Linked DNA regions of Zea mays: region 2 is linked to region 1. Evidence: chromatin contacts called from public Hi-C data. All regions are on one chromosome and are shown on one strand. Each heading gives the region's core, a stretch centred on a gene start, on an enhancer-like site or on the middle of the called end of the contact. The rest is flanking DNA. Distances are from core to core; before and after follow the strand shown. Region 1 holds the start of LOC100382062. Region 2 holds the start of LOC100192557.

Region 1 (4,588 bases), core at 177-2,676:
TTTTGACTTGCACAACGAAAACAAATCCAAAATACTCATGTCTAAATAATTACATGACAGTTACATCAGCATCCATTATTAGGAACAATAACATATCACTGCCAACTAGATGTGATGTGGATCCATGAGGCCCACCCAATAAACGATTGGCTGAAGCAGTCAACTCTAATTAACAAGAATTTCTGTCGATATAACATGTGATCAACTGCACCCACCACGCTTAAATGCATTTAGTATGCACAATAAGGCACTCATGCAGGGTACCTAAAACCGCTAGCCACGAAATATACGAACCCTATTTCTTGTGCTTGTAAAAGGATAATAGCAAATGCTGCCAACAGCCGCTAGACGAGTATTTCTCAGTTGGACATGAGACATGTAGATTAAAACAAAAGCATAGTTGCAGGAGCCCACAATGCAGGCAAAACTTTGAGTTCTGAATTCTGGCAGACACTTAAAGGGCCCGGTTTGACAAGGAGGATGCTGATGCTCTGGGAATAGTTCGCACTCCTATGTGTGTTGATAGTTCAAATTTTGAACCGAATCTCAAGGACTTGGATCCAAGTGCCCCTAACCAGAGAGGCCCACGTGTACGGTGTTGTACCCTACTACCAAATGCAACCAGCAATTTGAAAAAAAGAAGAAGAAATACCCATTGCTCCCAGAGTTCTGGTTCCATGCTTGGGCGCGAGCAGAAGATTAGAAGAGTGGGAACAGGACAAGCAAGCCCAATAATTTACTAGGAAAACTGAAAGGTAATACGACAGCAGAGAAAACTCGGGATGCACACACACACACAAAGATACATAACTACTATACTACAGAAGAACTGAACGGACGGGCAGCAGCCTTGCAAAACTGCAAGGCCTGAGAATGCCCTCGTCACGGTAGGTTCAGGACGCGCAACAAATGCACCCCAGGAGGAGCCGCGGCGACGGCGTCGTGCGGTACGGTCTCCGAACCAGCTGACCTGTGGCATTTTCGGGACGTGGCCGTGCAAAATCCACACGGATTTGAGCAGGAACAGTAAACCCATCCGGAACCCCCCGAATTCCGAGGCATCAGCAGCAGCAGGTAGGAGGAGCGCGGAGGAAGCAGCAGAGCAGGGTAACGGAGGCCCGGTTAACCCGTCCAGGAAAACCCGCCCGCAAGGAAACTCGGGAAGATGGTAAGGAAAGCACTGGAGAGAGAGAGAGAGAGAACTTACCATGCCTGGCCTTGCCGCTTGAAGGCGTCAGGCTTGGAGCCGAGCTTGACGGACGCCATGGCGGAGGGCAGGAGCAGTCAGCTGGGCGGCCCGCGGCGTGGACGGAAGCAGGGAGAGTCCGGAGGTCAGTCAGGCCATGGGTGATGGGTGTGTGCTCCCCGGCCCCGACCTCTCTCTCTCTCTCTCTGGCTCTTTCTGCCCGAAAGGGCGGAGGTGGGCTTTGCAACCCTGCTTTCGGGCGGGCAGCAGCAAAGCGACCTAATCCAACCACCCCGCCCCAGGAAACCACCAATGCGGGCAGTTAATGCCCGGGTGGTCACAGAACAGCACAGAGGAGTGCGGGAGCGCGGGAGGGGAGAGGACCAGAGGAGGAGGAGGTGGATGTGGGTTGCTGTTGCAGACAGAGGCACAGGCAGTGGGGGCTGGGGAGAGTGGGAGTAGCAGGAGCGGCGCGGCTCGTCTCCTTCGACTTGACGACGGAGGCAGGTGGGGCAGGTTCTACTATTATGTCTTCACCGTCCCTCGTCTACATGTGGAGGATTTGAGTGCTCTTAACTAGTAGGATCATTAAGAAGAATCGTCGTCCTCTCTCTGTTTCCGTGGGGGAGGAGGATTCGTTTGGGGGTGGGGAGAACAGGCCAACAGGGACACGGTCACGCAGAGACAGAGGACGCCATAATAATTATACTAGTAAGCTGCAAGCAAAAAAGGCTGCGGGGTGGGGAAGAAGACAACGCCGTCCGTCTGAGGAGCCTGAGGCTGATCTGATCTGATCTGTCAGTAGTCGGCCAGGTCAACAGGATGCTGCTAGTCCTGCCGTAGAGCAGAAAAGTGCAAAAGGACCGCAAGCCCAAACGCGGTAGAGAAGGAACGGGAAACAAGCCTGCAAAATCGCCTCCGGACGGAAGAGAAGATGGAGGAGAAACACACACTTTCAGTTTACGCAAACGGCCGATGAGATGCGTGTTGGACCGTGGACGCAGTCGCGTGAGCGGAAGGAGGGTGGAGTAATTGAGGCGCATTAATACAAGTTCTGGAGATATGGGGCCGCGCGCACAGAGATTCGCAGGCTTTTGTTTACTACTACAGTACGCTGCAGTGCAGTGCAGATGGGGTTACGGTGTGGGTTTCAGGATTGCCCACCGCTTCATCGACTGTCCCGTTGTGGGACGGTTTTTTTTAAAAAAAAATTCTCGATTCGGTTTATTTGGTGACAGAGTGATCACAGATATTAGAAGAGATTAACAAAAAAAATTAAACTAATTTTCCCCTCGACACGCTCTCCCGGTCCTCCGTGATCCCTGGTGGATCACCAAATCAGGTTTCAGGTGGTTCCCGTCGACCGTCGTGGACAAAGCCACAAAGGAGCTGGAAAGTGCGTCTTGTCCTGGACTTTGCCGTTCTGTGTCTGTCTGCGCCCTGCCCTGTGAGGCTGTGACTGTGCGTGCCCCTGTGCTCTTGGTTGCTGCTTCAAAGAGCTGTAATAATAATAAAAAAGAAAAGCATATAAACATTTACAGCCCATATTTCCCGGAAAATATGAGGAAATAATGATGTGGCTAAGTATTTTCTTTTTCCCTGTTCTGTGATCGGTTGAGGCCGGCGCTGCAGGGTACAGTACAGGTACAGCCTGCAAAGCACAAACCAACACAACACCAGCAGCAAAGAGAGAGAAACGGGACCATCAGCGGGAAGCAGCAAAAAGCTGCACCGGCTATAGATACAAGTAACCTACTCCTCCCGTCCTCCGTCCGCAACTCCGTTTTCTGCTGGTCAGGAATAGAGGTTTAGATGCTATAGCCATCGTTTATTACGGAATTTCTCTAGAAAAAACAAATCACGGGGACTGCAAAGCTACATAAAACGGGATTTTTTAATCCAGATAACTCTCTAAATGATGATATATAAAATAAATTTTAAAAAAACTCTAACAGATTAAAATATCTTAACATCAACTAACTAGTATAAATAAAAAATCGACACTAGATAAGTATCTTTAGATTAAGATATGTTTTTATACTATACTTATGTAACCTTATAAAACTAATAATTTTTATCTATGTATATGATTCAATTTAATATGCGATAACAAAAAAAAATACACTTAAATTTTATTTTTTTAACAGTTAAAATATCTTAAGTTTGACTAAATTTCTATGATAGAATAATATATGATACTAAATAAGTATTGTTAGATTCTATATCAATTATATTTATAGTATATCTATTTGATGTTGTAGATTTTTATAGTTACTTTTATAATTTTGATTAACTTGATATGCTTTGAGAATCGAATTGGATAGAGTACCGTATATAGGGGTGTTAATGTAATATAGATTTTTACACTATAAAATTTAAAATCAAATTGGATTAGAATCGAGATCTATTTCTATTTATTTTTGAACTATAATTAATTAAGAGCCCTAACTTATTATGAAGAATCATTTAAATCGTAATCCATTACTACCCCTAACTGTATATCGAAATAATTTGGAATGGCTAGAGTACTGTATATCGAATGTAGGAAGCTATGTGCCCGTTGTATGATGTTTAAACGGGGGACACGGGACAGAGATGCCATTTGACATATACAATCATTCTCCTCTATCTCCATGTTAGTAAGTACGTTTACTTTCTTTAATTTAATCGTCCATGTGGTTGGTAGAAGATGCATAACTTTAGTTTTTTTCACAAAGATTATGGCCAAAGAAAAACTGTAACCAGGTAGAGTTGGTACCGGTTGAAGTGATCCATCGGGATCAGATGAGAGTGGATCCAAGGTTAGCTGACCTTTTACCTCCACTATCTATTTTTAAATTCTGCTATATAAACATCTTTATTTAGATTCTACTATATAAATAATATGATATAATATAAACTATATCATTAATTTATTTGGATACTCCTTAACAGTTTCATGCTCTGGTATGAACCCTTTAATTGGGTATGCTACGAGACTCTTGATAATCACGAAACATTTTCTGTCATATTGCATCCCCTTGTGCTCCTAGTAGCGATGAAAACGGACGGAAACGGACGGAAAAACCCTTCTCCCGTTTCCGCTCCCGCAATACATCGTCGGAAACGGGTGCGGGATCCGAACAACCACGGACGGAAACGGGTCCGGGTTATATGGGTTTACGGAAACGAACCAATACGGCCGAAAATGTATCGAAAACGAACGGAAATTGCCTCAACGGAAAAATTAGCCGGAAACAAACACTCACGAGGTGTTGTGGATGTAGTCTAAATTCAAATTCAACCGTCCACTAAATAGTGAGAAAATAAATCCACAAGATAGCATGACCACAAAACACAAATATGTCCACATGAGTACATGACCACATAGAACAAGTATCCAAATCCAATAAGTTAATTTAC
Region 2 (4,669 bases), core at 2,110-4,609, 350 kb before region 1:
TCTGGCTAAATGTTCTCAAAACTGCTGGCTGTCGGCCCCCTCCATAGGGCATTTCCCCACTAGATTCATGCGCAATTTGCCTAATGTGACGCAGTGCCTGCATCATAGGAATAAGAAATCATGACTCGATCATTCATACATCAGTGGCAAATAGTACTACTTGGTACCAATAAATTATTGAGAAAGCATAATAGCGGAACATACAGCAATAGTTGTTTTCTGTGCAAGAATCTTCGGGGATTCATAAAGTGGTCTAAGGACCTCAGGCACACTCCAAGCCTACAAGATGGTAAGATTGATAAGATGCAAGCACAGAAGTTTTTATTCAAGCCAGATATGATTAAAGCCTTCAGAATGGATAGGATAATATTGATTCCACTTACATCTAAATCAACATGATCCACAATGTGAATCATGGAGCCACCTCCCTCACAGGGTCGAATTAGATAGCCACTAGGAAGCACTTCGGCTCTTACAAAATTTGGAGTGTTGGGTCCTGATGGACCTCCAGTCGATTGTGTCAGTGATCTCTCACAGATCTATAGAACAAGACAAGAAACAAAAGTTACCAGCTGTAAGCACAATAGATATCCTGAGAGGGCAATCCAGTAGCACCTAAATAAGCATACAAAGTTGCAGCACAGCTGTTTGATCCAAACAGAACAAGCAAACAGAATTGACAAGACTAACATAAATGACAACATCATAGCAACCAAAAAGAAGCATTACCACAAGACTGCCATCCTCAAGACCACTAGTGTATCGGAGAGTCCAAAAGTCGCGCGGTGCCGCCAAAGTTGTCGGTGCGTAAGTCTAAAAATGTGATGAAAGTAAGTCATTTTAACTGGCAACAAAGAGGATAATGATTCAAGAATGTGAAAAGCACTAAACTTGTATGATGATGCTTACCTGCATGTAGATAAGCTCGATAGTTCCACCATTACCCGTAGGGATAACATGGAGAATATCCACACACCGACAATCGCGGTACCAAGAAGGGCGATCCTTGAGGATCTCCGCGACCTATGGACTAGTCAATTAGGGCATGTCTGCTGAATGGAAACATAAAGCTATGTGATGATGAAGAATGAACAAAAAACACACCTTTGTGGGCTCAAGGCTCACTAGGCCGCAAGCTCGGGCTGCTACGCCACTACAATTGTGCGAAACAGCGATGATTCCAATGGAATCCGGACCAGGCTGTAAAGGAATTCGTGCTTTAAGTAATGAGCCAAAACATAATTGAAGTAGCCAACACATGTTAAAATTCTTTTTTTTTTGTCGCAACAAGTGTATATTACCTTCATCCCAACCATTTGCACCCAATCGACAGCAGTTCCTGTCGCTTTTGACAAGAACTCTGCCAAGGTCTCCTCAGCGATAGCTAGGAGACTGCCATGTTGAAAAAGAGCTCCATCAGATTTACAAGCACAAAGCTGTCTAATAAATGTTGGGGGAGGGGGGGTGGGGGGGCTGAAATTACCCAGCTGGGTTATTTGCATCCCGTTGAGGACGCGGAGCTGCTGGGTTTTGCTGTTGGTGGTGCTGACCACTTGTGACCACAGACTCACAGCTCGTGTCTGTAGTCGCAGCAGAAGGCTGCAAATATCAAAACACACGGTATTAGACGTGGAATCATGCGACAAGGTTCGCATCAAAACTTACATAAAACAGCACCATTCACTACTACATGATACTTTGTGCCATTCAGCTGATTTATCTAGAAAAAAAAATATAAATAAGATGTTCTGGGGAATGAGCAAGGGAGATGGATCTCACATTGTGAAGCTGCTGTCGCATGTATCCATTCTCGTAGACGAGTCGGGAGACCTGCTTCTGCAGCCTGTCATTCTCCTCCATCAACAGCTTGTTCATCGCAGTCAGCTTCCGGTTCACAGTCTGCAGGCGCGAGGCCTCCTTCCGCTGCTTCTCGCGGCATCTACCAATCAATCACAAGAAACATCAGAATCACAGTCAAATCGCACAGGAGTTACAGATGTCACTTGCTGACTTACATATGAAGAAAACTAAGACAACGATCGCTTACGCAGTATTGAAATGTAACTGCTCATTCTAAACATCGTATTCCAGTTACAGGCCCGTGTGGCAAGCAAAGCAAGCAATGGCTGGCACGAAACTCGGGCAGGCTGATTGGTTGCCCAACTGAAAATGATGTTTCCCTACTACCATTTAAATCTGCTCTTAACGTGAACATTGTGATAGGCACGGGATACCTAATTAGATCCATTTATTTATTTATCCAAGTTCAGGGACAACAGCCTTTCCTTACAAATGCTAGGCAAATGTTGCTAGTCGTACATAGCACATGCGAGCAGCAAAAGGACGCGTCCATTACGCCTAACGGCGATACAACCGGGGGTAAAAAAAAATCTGAGCAAAGAGAATTTGTAGTCCTACAAGTTCCAGCTGAAAACCTGAGCAAATATGGCCCGACCTCAAAACTAAAAAAAAAACTAAAGAGGAAAAACATATCATCGTAAAAAGAAAAACAGGGGGAGAGAGAAATTCCAGCAGCAGAGGCACTGGCAGGAAGGAGCGCACAAATTCGTCAACGAATAAGCGGAGGCATGAACAGAGCCAGAGGTGAGATGATGGACGGAAAGAGGGCCGGCGACGCACGCACCTGCGGTTCTGGAACCAGACCTTGATCTGCTTGGGCTCGATGTTGCTGAGTATGGGGCACTCCCTGATGAGCTGCTGCCTGCGCAGCGAGCTGGGCTTGGGGCACTCGCTGTAGACGCGCTCGAGCGCCTCGACCTGCTCGGGGGTGTAGCGCACGTACTTGCCCGTGTCCACCTGCGGCGCCCCGCCGCCGCCGGGCGACGGCCGGTCCTTGCCGCCCCCGACCACCGCCAGCGCCGTCGACATCTGGCTAGCACCGCCGCCCAGGGAGGAGTCGGAGTCGGAGGAGGAGGGGTTGTCGTCGTCGCGGGGAGATGGAGAAGACGGAGAGCCACGGCCACGGGCGGCGCCGAGTCATAGCCTCGGGGCGAGAGCGCAGCCGCCCGACGCCATGGTGGTGGTGCGAGAGAGAGAGAGAGAGAGAGAGAGAGAGAGAGAGAGAGAGAGAGAGAGAGAGAGAGAGAGAGAGAGAGAGAGAGAGAGAGAGAGAGAGAGAGAAGTGGCGGCGGTGCGGGGGTGTGTTGTGCTGTTGCTTGCTTGGCTGCCGAGCCGCGCGGCCCGCGGGGAGGGTGAGGAGGAGGACGGAGGGGAGGAGCAGCAGGGGGAAAGGGAAAGCTAGCGGCGAGACGGGGATGGGGAGAGAGGTGGTGAGAGACGAGTTGGGGTCGGTTTAATAGTAGCGAGCGGGATAGCGGCAAACGCTCAGCTCTGTGCTCTGCTGAGGGTGAGGGCCTGAGGGGTACAATACAACCCGGTGGGGTCTTTTCAAATAATGTACTACTCGTAATTTCCTTTTCATCTTTATATTAGTCTCTTTTGTTCCTGAAATTCATCAGTTTCTTTTTTTTGTCCTTCTTTTTGTCCGTTTACAAGGTGACACGCATGACTGATGTGAATAAAGGCCCAGCCTTGTAGTAAAAAAAAATTGGTGGCTTTGAACAGACTAGTAGATGTTCAGTTAGCTACTAGTGTTAGACCTACATAGAGTCACAAATGAGGCAAACATCGGGGCCCTTGAGAGAATGAATATACAGATGAAAATAATCCAATGGCTATTTATTATTACTCGAAATTGTGCGCATACTCCTTGTTTTTGTATCGCATCGTGGACTGGACCCAAATCCGGGGGGCCCAGCGCCAAGTCTGACGCGCGTGTGTTGTTTGTTGCGGAACTGGACGGACAAATATTCTCTCCTTTGGAGGATGTCCATTTTGTTTTGCTGGGGAGGTGTGTCGTTGCGTTGGTGGCGCTGTGCTCGCTTTTGATGGCGGGCTGGCTCTTGCAGGCACAGGCACATGGCCCGTGGCAGCAGCAGAAGGCAGGGAGCATGCTCGCTCGGGTTAATACGGTGGCCGAGGAGCACGACCCCACGGTGCCGGCCTTTTGGAGGTGAACCGTGAGAGTCGCACGCATCCGTCACGTCCAATGAAATTAAGATCGAAACTGAAACTGTACAGTTTTGTGAAAATATAACTAGCAACAGTTATGGTGGATCAAACGAAAAGGGTGGCGTGAGCTGCTCGCCGACATTAACATAGACACAGTACTACATCCCGTGAGCGTGCGTGAGAGGTTGTCTGCTGCAACCGGTAACAGGCGAAGGCGAGAGGAAGAAGACGGGCCAAGATCACACAATGCGAGCAGACTACAGTGGTCGGAGCACGAGAATACAATGTGAGCATGCTTTTAGGCCGTGAACAAAACTGCTCATATATACTGTATACTGACCCGATCCCCGTGTAACATAGAAGCGTATCTGGTTGGCCTAGAGATGGCAACGGGGACCCGATCCCTGATTCCCCGCGGGGAATTCCTCCATTAGGGGATGGAGATGGGGAAGAAACTTCCCCCGTGGGGATATAAACGGGGAAAATTTATCCCTCAACGGGTAAACGGGGATGGGGACGGGGAAGCATTCCCCATCCCCGTTCCCCGCGGGGACCCGTTAAACTTGCACGTGACTATGTTTTTTATACTAGTTAACGACAAAAATAAATAATTACCTTATCAAGAGACGACTAATTG

What was found. A called contact is a pair of places that touch in the nucleus more often than the background predicts.
Region 2: a contact with region 1 is called in a Hi-C map of ear, with 2.3 times the contacts expected there. The contact joins the promoter of LOC100192557 here to the promoter of LOC100382062 in region 1. A contact is called at or near these places in 4 of 25 Hi-C or Micro-C datasets (ear, leaf and tassel).

Annotation. Positions count from the first base shown.
Region 1 is chr1:257,550,417-257,555,004 of Zm-B73-REFERENCE-NAM-5.0, reverse strand. It overlaps LOC100382062, which reads right to left and starts at 1,426. Exons shown (of 4, transcript NM_001174826.1): 1 at 1,208-1,426. The coding sequence starts at 1,266.
Region 2 is chr1:257,906,149-257,910,817 of Zm-B73-REFERENCE-NAM-5.0, reverse strand. LOC100192557 reads right to left here and starts at 3,359. Exons shown (of 18, transcript NM_001365535.2): 1 at 2,645-3,359; 2 at 1,780-1,939; 3 at 1,484-1,599; 4 at 1,302-1,392; 5 at 1,105-1,200; 6 at 910-1,023; 7 at 730-813; 8 at 384-539; 9 at 205-279; 10 at 1-97. The coding sequence starts at 2,889.